Regions from separate parts of the Mus musculus genome. Here region 2 is linked to region 1. Evidence: chromatin contacts called from public Hi-C data. All regions are on one chromosome and are shown on one strand. Each heading gives the region's core, a stretch centred on a gene start, on an enhancer-like site or on the middle of the called end of the contact. The rest is flanking DNA. Distances are from core to core; before and after follow the strand shown. Region 1 holds the start of Odf3l1 (outer dense fiber of sperm tails 3-like 1). Region 2 overlaps Cspg4 (chondroitin sulfate proteoglycan 4).

Region 1 (4,057 bases), core at 1,023-3,522:
TTAAACAAGTCAGTGTTTTCTAAGAACAAAGACCTTCCCTTTTAGGAATACAATGATTGACCAGGAAATAAACATGGCTACATTTTGAAATAAGCCATAGATTTATTTCTGCTTTGGCCAATTTTCCTGACATCATCAAAAGCAAGCCCTGCCAGGGCTGGAGCGATGGCTCAGTGGTTAAGTGCACTGGCTGCTTTTCCAGAGGTCCCCAGTTCGATTCCTAGTACCTGCCTATAACTCCAGTTCCATAGGGTCTGACACCTTCACATACAAGTATAACACCAACGTATATAAAATAAAAATAAATAAGAAAACAAAAGCAAGCTCTCCCTTCCATGTTGCATTGAGCTGTCTGGGTTTTTGAGTTTTTACAAATCTGTCACAGTTCTTTAGGATTTCTTTGTTTTCTGGGATATTGGCAGGTTTTGTTCTTGTTTTTTGACTCCAGGTCAGTTTTTATCTTGTGGACCAGTCAGTTTGTCTGGTATTCTTGTGGTCAGATTTTTATCTTTGGGAAACACAACAGAGCGGTGTTGTGGTCTCCTGGTGTATCCTTCTAGGAGGCACCAGCGTTTTCCTTGGTGGGATTGTGTGTTGTTTGTCTTTGTTTTGGTTTTTAATTTAAAAATATTGTAGAATGAGTGGTGGCACGTGACTTTAGACACAGCACTCAGGAGGCAGAGGCAAGCAATATCTATGAGTTCGAGGCCCACCTGGTCTACATGGCAAGTTCCAGGACAGCCTGGGCTACATGGTCAGACCTGTACCCAACCTCCCCTCAGCAAACCAAGATAGTATAGTGGGTAGAAGCACTCACTAACTTGATGACCTGAATCCCATGGTAGAAGTAGAACACTGACTCTGTGTTATCCTCTGTAGCATGCACGCACCCATACAACACACAATAATAAAATGATAACAGCTTCTGTGTGAGATGTACATACACTATACATCTGTGTAGAAGCCAGAGGTCAGTCACCATTGGGTAGCTTTTTCTATTGCTCCTCACCTTCTCTCATTGGACCTGAAGCTCACTGATCAGGTAAGCTGAAGGGCCAGGCACTCCTCCCCAGTGCTGGATTACAGGCACGCACTGTGTCACCCAGCTTTTCATGAGGATCCTGGGAGTCCAGGCTCAGCTCCTCACGCTTGCATCGTAAGTACTTTACCCACTGATCTTCATCACATGTGTCACCTGGTTGAGGCTGAGCCTGCCAGACTGCGTCCAGGCAAAGTTACTGTTTTCCATTTTTGTGATTAATAAGCTTTTGCCAATACTGAAAGGTCGGGGTGAGGAAGAAGACCCAGAAGCAAGCCAGTAAAGGAACAGTGGAAACCAGGGAAGGAAAACCAGGAGAAGATCTTGGAGCTGGGAGAGGGTCTTGTGAAGCAGGAGGAGTGGTCAGCAGTGTTGGTTCAATGCTACCAAGTGGCCAAGTCAGAAGAGGTTGCCAAGAGTCTACTGTGTTTAGCATCTGCGTGCAGGTCTGTGGGCATCTCATCCAACTTAGCTTGGGTGGAGCAACGGGCCTAAAGCCAGCTTTCAGTGAGTCAAGGAGAAAAGAGAGGCAGACTGGCCACCACAGAGAAAACACCCTTTGAGTAAATGGGTCTGTGAAATGGCAGAGACAGACAGGTAGGTACAGAGACATGTGTGGGCTCAAGGGCAGGGTTGCTTTTATTTTTAGAGATTATTTATTCATTTTATAACTGTGTGTGTATGCTTGAATGTATGTTTATGTACACCATGCATGCAGGGCTTAGATGGTAGAAGAGAGTATTGGATCCCCTGGAACTGTAGCTATGGGTGGCTATGAGCTACCTGATGTGGGTTCTGGGAGCTGAACCCCAGCCCTCTGGAGGAACTGGAAGTGTTCTTAGCCAGTGAGCCATCTCTTTAGGCCCTAGAGGCAGAGCTTTTAACAGGTGGAAGGGACCTTGGCTATCAGAGGTGATAAGAGTTGCCAGTAGAAGGGCTGGTTAAGATGGTTAAGAGCGCCGACTGCTCTTCCGAAGGTCCCGAGTTCAAATCCCAGCAACCACATGGTGGCTCACAACCATCCGTAACGAAATCTGATGCCCTCTTCTGGAGTGTCTGAAGACAGCTACAGTGTACTTACTTATAATTTAAAAAAAAAAAAAAAAAGAGTTGCCAGTAGATGTGGAAATTGGAAGAGCAGCCATAGCTTCCAGGGAAAGTGGAATTGGGCAGGCCTTGTTGAGAGGCCTGCAGCTCCAGCACTTCACAGTCTCTGTTTTCACTTGTGCAGGTGGGTAGGAACTGCATGGAGGTCCAGTCTTATGGAGGGGAGTGAGGCATGCTGGGATAGTATCTGGGGACAGCAGAGCAAGCTGCTTCTAGGTGAGGCTCAATGAGGTTGCCAAATCCAAGGCTGAGAGCTCTGAGGGTGAGGAGGAGGAGGAGGAAGAGGAGGAGGAGGAAGAGGCAGGAGCTCATTGGTCTGGTACATAAAGACTGCTGGGGAGTAGGAAACGGAGGGCTCTTTCTAGGGAGGTGGCAGTTGGTGTTGTGGGAGGTAATAAAAGCCCAGGACCACTGCTGGGAACAGGGTTTGGGAGGGACTTGGCAGAGGTCTTGGTGCATGAGGAGGACTGTGCATTGATTGGGGAGTGGGTCTTAGGTGGGCCAAAGTTACCAAGTCATGGTAGGAGTTAGGAGGTAGCCATGAACCAGGGCTGCCACCGTGTTGTGAGGAACAGGTGGATACTGGAACTCATGTGACCAAGGCCGTGAATGGAAGAGCTATCATCTTGGGCCTGAAGCAGCCAAGGGGCCTGCTTCAGGGGATCCCAGACTCCATCAGAGGCAGAGTGCATGCCACAGAAGTGAGCAACTTGGGCCAGCTGAAGGTGAAGAAACCCATTTCCTCAAGAAAGCTGTGTATGAAGGCCTGTGACAGGAACAGAACAGACCCCTGGGAAGGAAGCACTTGGAGTACCACCAGGCAGGGGAGAGGGGGTGGCCCGGAGTGCTTACAGGGTGGGGTGAAATGAGACGTGGTCCCCAGCAGAGGGGCTGCTGCTGGTGGCTGGGAGCCTGCTCTGTTCTGAGCCTTTCTGTCCCCAAGACTCTTGACTTCCCAGCATGCCTGATGATGGCTGCACTTGGCGGATGCCTAGAGTTCAGAGCACCACAATGGCAGCTCTCTGAACAGTGAGACTGACCTGAAGAGATTCCTGCATTTTGTGTTCTGCTTCCTCTCCTGTCACTGTGGCCTCAGTGTCTACACTGGGGTGGTGACAGACTACCATTCATCCTTTAATTCCTATGACAGACAGAGACCTTTCTTAACCTGGCTCAGATCTAATCCCAGTGGTGGATGTAAGGCTGGGTCCTGGGTCCCTCTGGGCTCTTAGGCTGAAGCCATCTCTGGGATTTTCCTAGACTGGGGCTCATCCCTCTGTCACATGGAGACTGCATAGCCTCTGACACTCATATTTCCTAACATCCTCCTTCAGAGGTGTGCTCTCTACAAAGTCATGGGAACCTACTGCTGTGGACCCCAGTGTGAGCCCTTTATCATCCTGCTTGTTCCCCACACTGTGTCTGGAACACTACCATTAGGTAAGTATTCCTTTAGCTAGATGTGGATCTTTAATGATATCGTGCTTTGGCAAAGAGTCTGGGAAGGGGCTGTGAGAGACCTTAGTGGGAAATAGGTTAGCTTACAGAAGTAGACTGGTAGAAGAGAGGACTTACCCAGAGTCTAGAGGAGATAGGTGGAAAGGACAGGGGGACAGGAGCTGCAGGAGTGGGCAGGAACTCTTCGCCCAGGACCCACTCAACCTTTCTGTCCCTGTCCCCAATTATAAAACACCTACTGGTAGTGAGCAGCTGGCTCAGGGTCCATGTCATTCACTACTCCCTTCCCAGACCAGGGGTATTGGGGAACGCCCAGGGCATTCAGCCTGGTTGGATATATGAGAGGACATGGAGCTGAATTTTTCTGTATCTGGGCTCTCAGCAGAGAGCTGCCATACCACAGTTCAGGCACCACGGCAACGGGAGAAATAAACACTCCGGGCCTCACAGTCC
Region 2 (3,932 bases), core at 709-3,208, 38 kb before region 1:
CCCAGAGGAGCTGCTCACAGTGCCTTAGACCCTGTGGGGACCAATCCGTGAAGAGTGATGACTGCTGGCTCACACTAGTTAGCACCGACAGCCCTGGCATCTCAGCCGCTCAGTCAGCCTCAACATGCGGCTGGAAATTATAATTTTGATCGGTGGTCCTGGTGTGCCCTAGGGACTCTGCTCCGAAGAGTAGATCTCAGTGTCCCTCAGACTGGCCCACTCTGCCTGGGACTCATCTGCATCCAGCTTGCTTACATTCTCTGGCATCTTTCCTGAGTCCCAAGCTCAACTTTATCCCAAACTGTCCAGCCTAAGTGAGCTCATGCCCTCACCAGCCGCTGGGGTGCCTCTGGCCCTCCTTCCTGGGCCCTTGTCAGCCTCTGGGATCCAGCTGTGGCTTCCTTCTGGAGGCCTAACCCTGAGCTGGGACAGGATCCAGAGAAGCTAGCTGCCAGTGAGGTGGATGCTCCAGCTGGCAGCCACCTGAGGTAAGGTTGGGGTCTGTGTGGTGGCTGAGGAGTGAGGCCCTTACCTCAGCCTGGGTGAAGTTCACCAAGACCTCCTCTGCACTTCCTTGCTGGGCATGGAGGAGTCGGCCAAGCTGGGGGCCTCTTACCACCCGGTAGAGCAGGTGACGAGGGTCAGCGCCTGTGCTGGAACTGGCGCTCAGGCTCTGGCTGCTGAGCGGCTGCACAGACTCTGTGAAGCATGGAGGAGCCTGTTAGCTTTTGACAGGAGCCCAGACAAGGGTCCTGGGCTACCATCCTCCATTCTGCCTCGGCTAGCCAGCATGCAGACCTACCTGGACAGACGGTCAACTTCCGGGTGCCCTCCAAGGAGAGGAGTGCCTGCTTCTGGGCCACCACTCGGAAGAAATGTCCAGGAGAAGTGTGTGCGCCGTCAGAGAGGTCGAAGTGGAAGCCTCCTTCCAGGGCTCCTGAGCACAGGGTGGGTGGAGCTGGGTCCTGTTGGCCCAAGGTAGCTCCCTCCCCTCAAGGTACCCCCACCCCAGGAGGCTGGAGAACCCTCTCAGCACCCACCTCTGTGTGAGAACAGCACAAGCCCACTGTCCAGCTGGGCCTGTGTGAAGCGGTGGACCTCGGTGTCTGGTGCCACCCTCAAGGCGATCCGTCCGTTGCTGGGCTGCTCGATGGTGTAGACCAAGTCTTCTGGGCCCGAATCATTGTCTGTTCCCCTGAGGGCCTCAGGAGGGATGGGCACAATGGCCCCCTCCCAGATCTAGGGACACAGACCGTGAAAGTCCTGTCCACATTGTGTCCTTTCCATCCCTTTCCTCCTGGCCCTTGGACTTTCACCAGGCCCCCAACCTGCTCTGCCCGGCTGTCATGGACACCTGTGCCATTCTGAGCCTTCTTTCTCATTCTCCTTTTCTGTCACGCAGGTTCCTTCTCCACCAGCCCTGATCTTAATTGTACCTCAAAGCCAGACCACAACCTCCTGCCTAGAAATGTTCCTGTTTGGTCCTTACTTCAGAGATCCCTGTCCCTGACCAAAGGTGCTGCCGGGTCTCCCTGGTGGGGGGGCCTTCCCTTTCCTCCTGCCATGGCATATACCATCTGGCGCGGGTGGGCACAGGACAGAGGCAATGGTGTTGGCCAGCGCAGAACACTTAGAAATAGGCTCTCCTGCCAGTTGAAGCTCGGGAGGGAGGCGGAGAGCGGAGAGCTGATTCCTGATTCCTAGCTGAATCGGCTAGGAATCCACCCGTGCAGTGCAGGGGAGGCCCCATAGGCTACCCACCCACGCAGGGCAAGGTCTTCTTCCAGAGCCCTGTTCCATGTGGCACAGGGCCAGTCACTGAGGCCATTCTGGGTACGAGGCCCTCATCTCAGAAAACGTCCTTCTAAAACCCAGGAGCTGCTTCTCCCTCCCAGAGTCCGAGAGTAAGTTAAAACCAGTGTTGGACTCCAGGGGGCTAACATGGGTGGATATTGCCACCTAGTGGCCAATTTACCACACATCATTTCCAACTTAGGCATCCCTTAGTTATCTAGACCCTCAGCCTATATATAGGGAAGCTTCGTTGTGATCTTTATTTGCTGTGACCCTCGAGCTCCCAACCTGCAGCCCACAATACAGGACTTATAATACATTTCTTTAGGTATTTTGGGCCTGAGACATGAGGGAAAACCTTTCTGTGAACAGGTGGGTCCAAGGACAGGCAAGGTCAAGGATGGTCTTTCTAAACCAAGACTGCCCAGTAACAAAACCTCACAACTGCGTTTTGTTTTCAGCACTGTATCACATCTCTCCTTCCAAGTTTGTGGTAGTGAACCCATTTCACAGAGGATGACACTGAGCCAGAGAGAAGGGACTCTAGTCTCTTTCTGGGACCAGAGATGGGATAGGTTCAGGAGTGAACTCACTTGCAGGCCTGTGTTTGTGGTGAGAACAGGGGGTTGGTCATTAACAGGAAGGATGGTGATCGTGAAGGCCACGGGCTGGCTCTGGCGGTCCATCTCTGAGGCATTAGCTAGCAGAACAAAGGCGTCTGTCTGTGTCTCACTTCCATCATGCACGTAGCGGATCAGCTGCTCTTCCACCTATGAGGAGACCCAGGATTGGTTGTCAGGCTTCAGCTAGCCCAAGACTCAACAGGGATCTTGGGACCAGCACCCTTAACGTCCCATTGTTAGGTACAGGAGACAGATCCCTTTAGAACACATTTCCACAGGTAAGAAGTGTGTATGTGGAGAGATGGCTCAGTGGTTAAGAGCACTGACTGCTCTTCCAGAGGTCCTGAGTTCAATTCCCTGCAACCACATGGTGTTTCATAACCATGTGTAATGGGATCTGGTGCCCTCTTCTGGTGTGTCTGAATAGAGCAATGATATATATTACATTCTTAAAAAAAAAAGAAGTGTGTGTGTGTGTGTGTGTGTGTGTGTGTGTGTGTAAACAACAACGTTTCCATTTCTCAGGGGAAGACTGAAATTAAAGCATAAAGCAGTGCCAGTAACTAGAGCCGAGGAGGCGCAGGTGTCTCCGGTACCTCTCTCCAGGAGAAGGTGCTGAGGCTCCCATCTTGAGAATGATCCTCCTTCTGCAGGGCCCCGTGCTGCGGTGGCTCTAGCACCTGCAGGACAAGGCCTGGCAGCGTGGGGAAGTAAGGCCCAGTGATCTGGACCAGAGGAGGGGCCAGCGTCCGGGTGCCGCCCTCGGGAACGCTGAAGTTTTGAACATCCAGGGGGATGACTGTGGGCAGCACCTCCAGCTCCACAGAGATGCCTTCAAGAGGATCACCCAGGCCCGAGGCCACATCCAGGGAGAAGGAATCACTCCAGGCTCCAGGGCGAGAGTGCAGGTAGAGAACCCGGCCTGAATTCACTGCCTCCTGGGAGAAGCTCTGCACAGGGTCCAGGCTGGGCGGCTCCTCTGCTGAAGCGCCGTGGGACACCATCACCAGGTAGCCGGCGTTCGGGGGGCTTCTCAACGAGAACATGATGTCGGCAGGCAGCACTGCCTCCTGGACCACCTAGTCAACAGAGACGATGGGGACAAACGGGGTCACAGGCTGTTGTGGACCTCAGGTGGCAGAACAGGCTCGGTCGCCACGTGTGGCTAATGCTTTGCTCAGGATCTGCTATAGCTGACACTATATACCACAAGAGGGCGCTCTCACCATACCTAGCAGCACAGGCTCCCAGGTCTTAAGCAGTTTGCTGATTTGGTCCACCCCAAAGGAGGCTGAGTACTCCTTCAATGCCTGCTCTACCCACACAAAAAAGTCTAAGCACCACTCTTAAACTACACTGCACTTCTGATTCTATGCCTTTGCAGAATACACCCCCCCCCACACACACACTTTTTAAAGATTTATATGTAAGTACACCGCAGCTGTCTTCAGACACAGCAGAAGAGGGCATCAGATTTCATTACGGATGGTTGTGAGCCAGCATGTGGTCGCTGGG

What was found. A called contact is a pair of places that touch in the nucleus more often than the background predicts.
Region 2: a contact with region 1 is called in a Hi-C map of stem cell-derived neural stem cells, with 2.7 times the contacts expected there. The contact joins the enhancer-like site here to the promoter of Odf3l1 in region 1. A contact is called at or near these places in 12 of 39 promoter capture datasets (the 3T3-L1 cell line, 3T3-L1-derived adipocytes, the C10 cell line and 7 more), 7 of 15 datasets of contacts at CTCF or cohesin (CD8 T cells, the NIH/3T3 cell line, embryonic stem cells and 2 more), 153 of 484 Hi-C or Micro-C datasets (the 3T3-L1 cell line, 3T3-L1-derived adipocytes, the 4T1 cell line and 81 more), 19 of 115 datasets of contacts at active chromatin or transcription factors (the NIH/3T3 cell line, T-cell acute lymphoblastic leukemia, Th17 cells and 13 more) and 5 of 9 other capture datasets (adipose tissue, embryonic stem cells, embryonic tail and 2 more).

The regions. Positions count from the first base shown.
Region 1 is chr9:56,852,029-56,856,085 of GRCm38.p6, reverse strand. Odf3l1 (outer dense fiber of sperm tails 3-like 1) reads left to right here and starts at 2,272. Exons shown (of 5, transcript NM_001374681.1): 1 at 2,272-3,586. The coding sequence starts at 3,502.
Region 2 is chr9:56,889,622-56,893,553 of GRCm38.p6, reverse strand. It overlaps Cspg4 (chondroitin sulfate proteoglycan 4), which reads right to left. Exons shown (of 10, transcript NM_139001.2): 4 at 3,014-3,496; 5 at 2,388-2,564; 6 at 1,041-1,239; 7 at 803-937; 8 at 533-699. Among named protein-coding and RNA genes, the nearest start is that of Cspg4, 26 kb to the right of the region's middle. Within about 2 kb of position 1,958, at least 34 of the 459 cell types and tissues checked have an H3K27ac peak or open chromatin away from gene starts, as enhancers often do. A contact at or near this core is called in the 4T1 cell line, B cells, the CH12 cell line and 9 more, where this site is marked.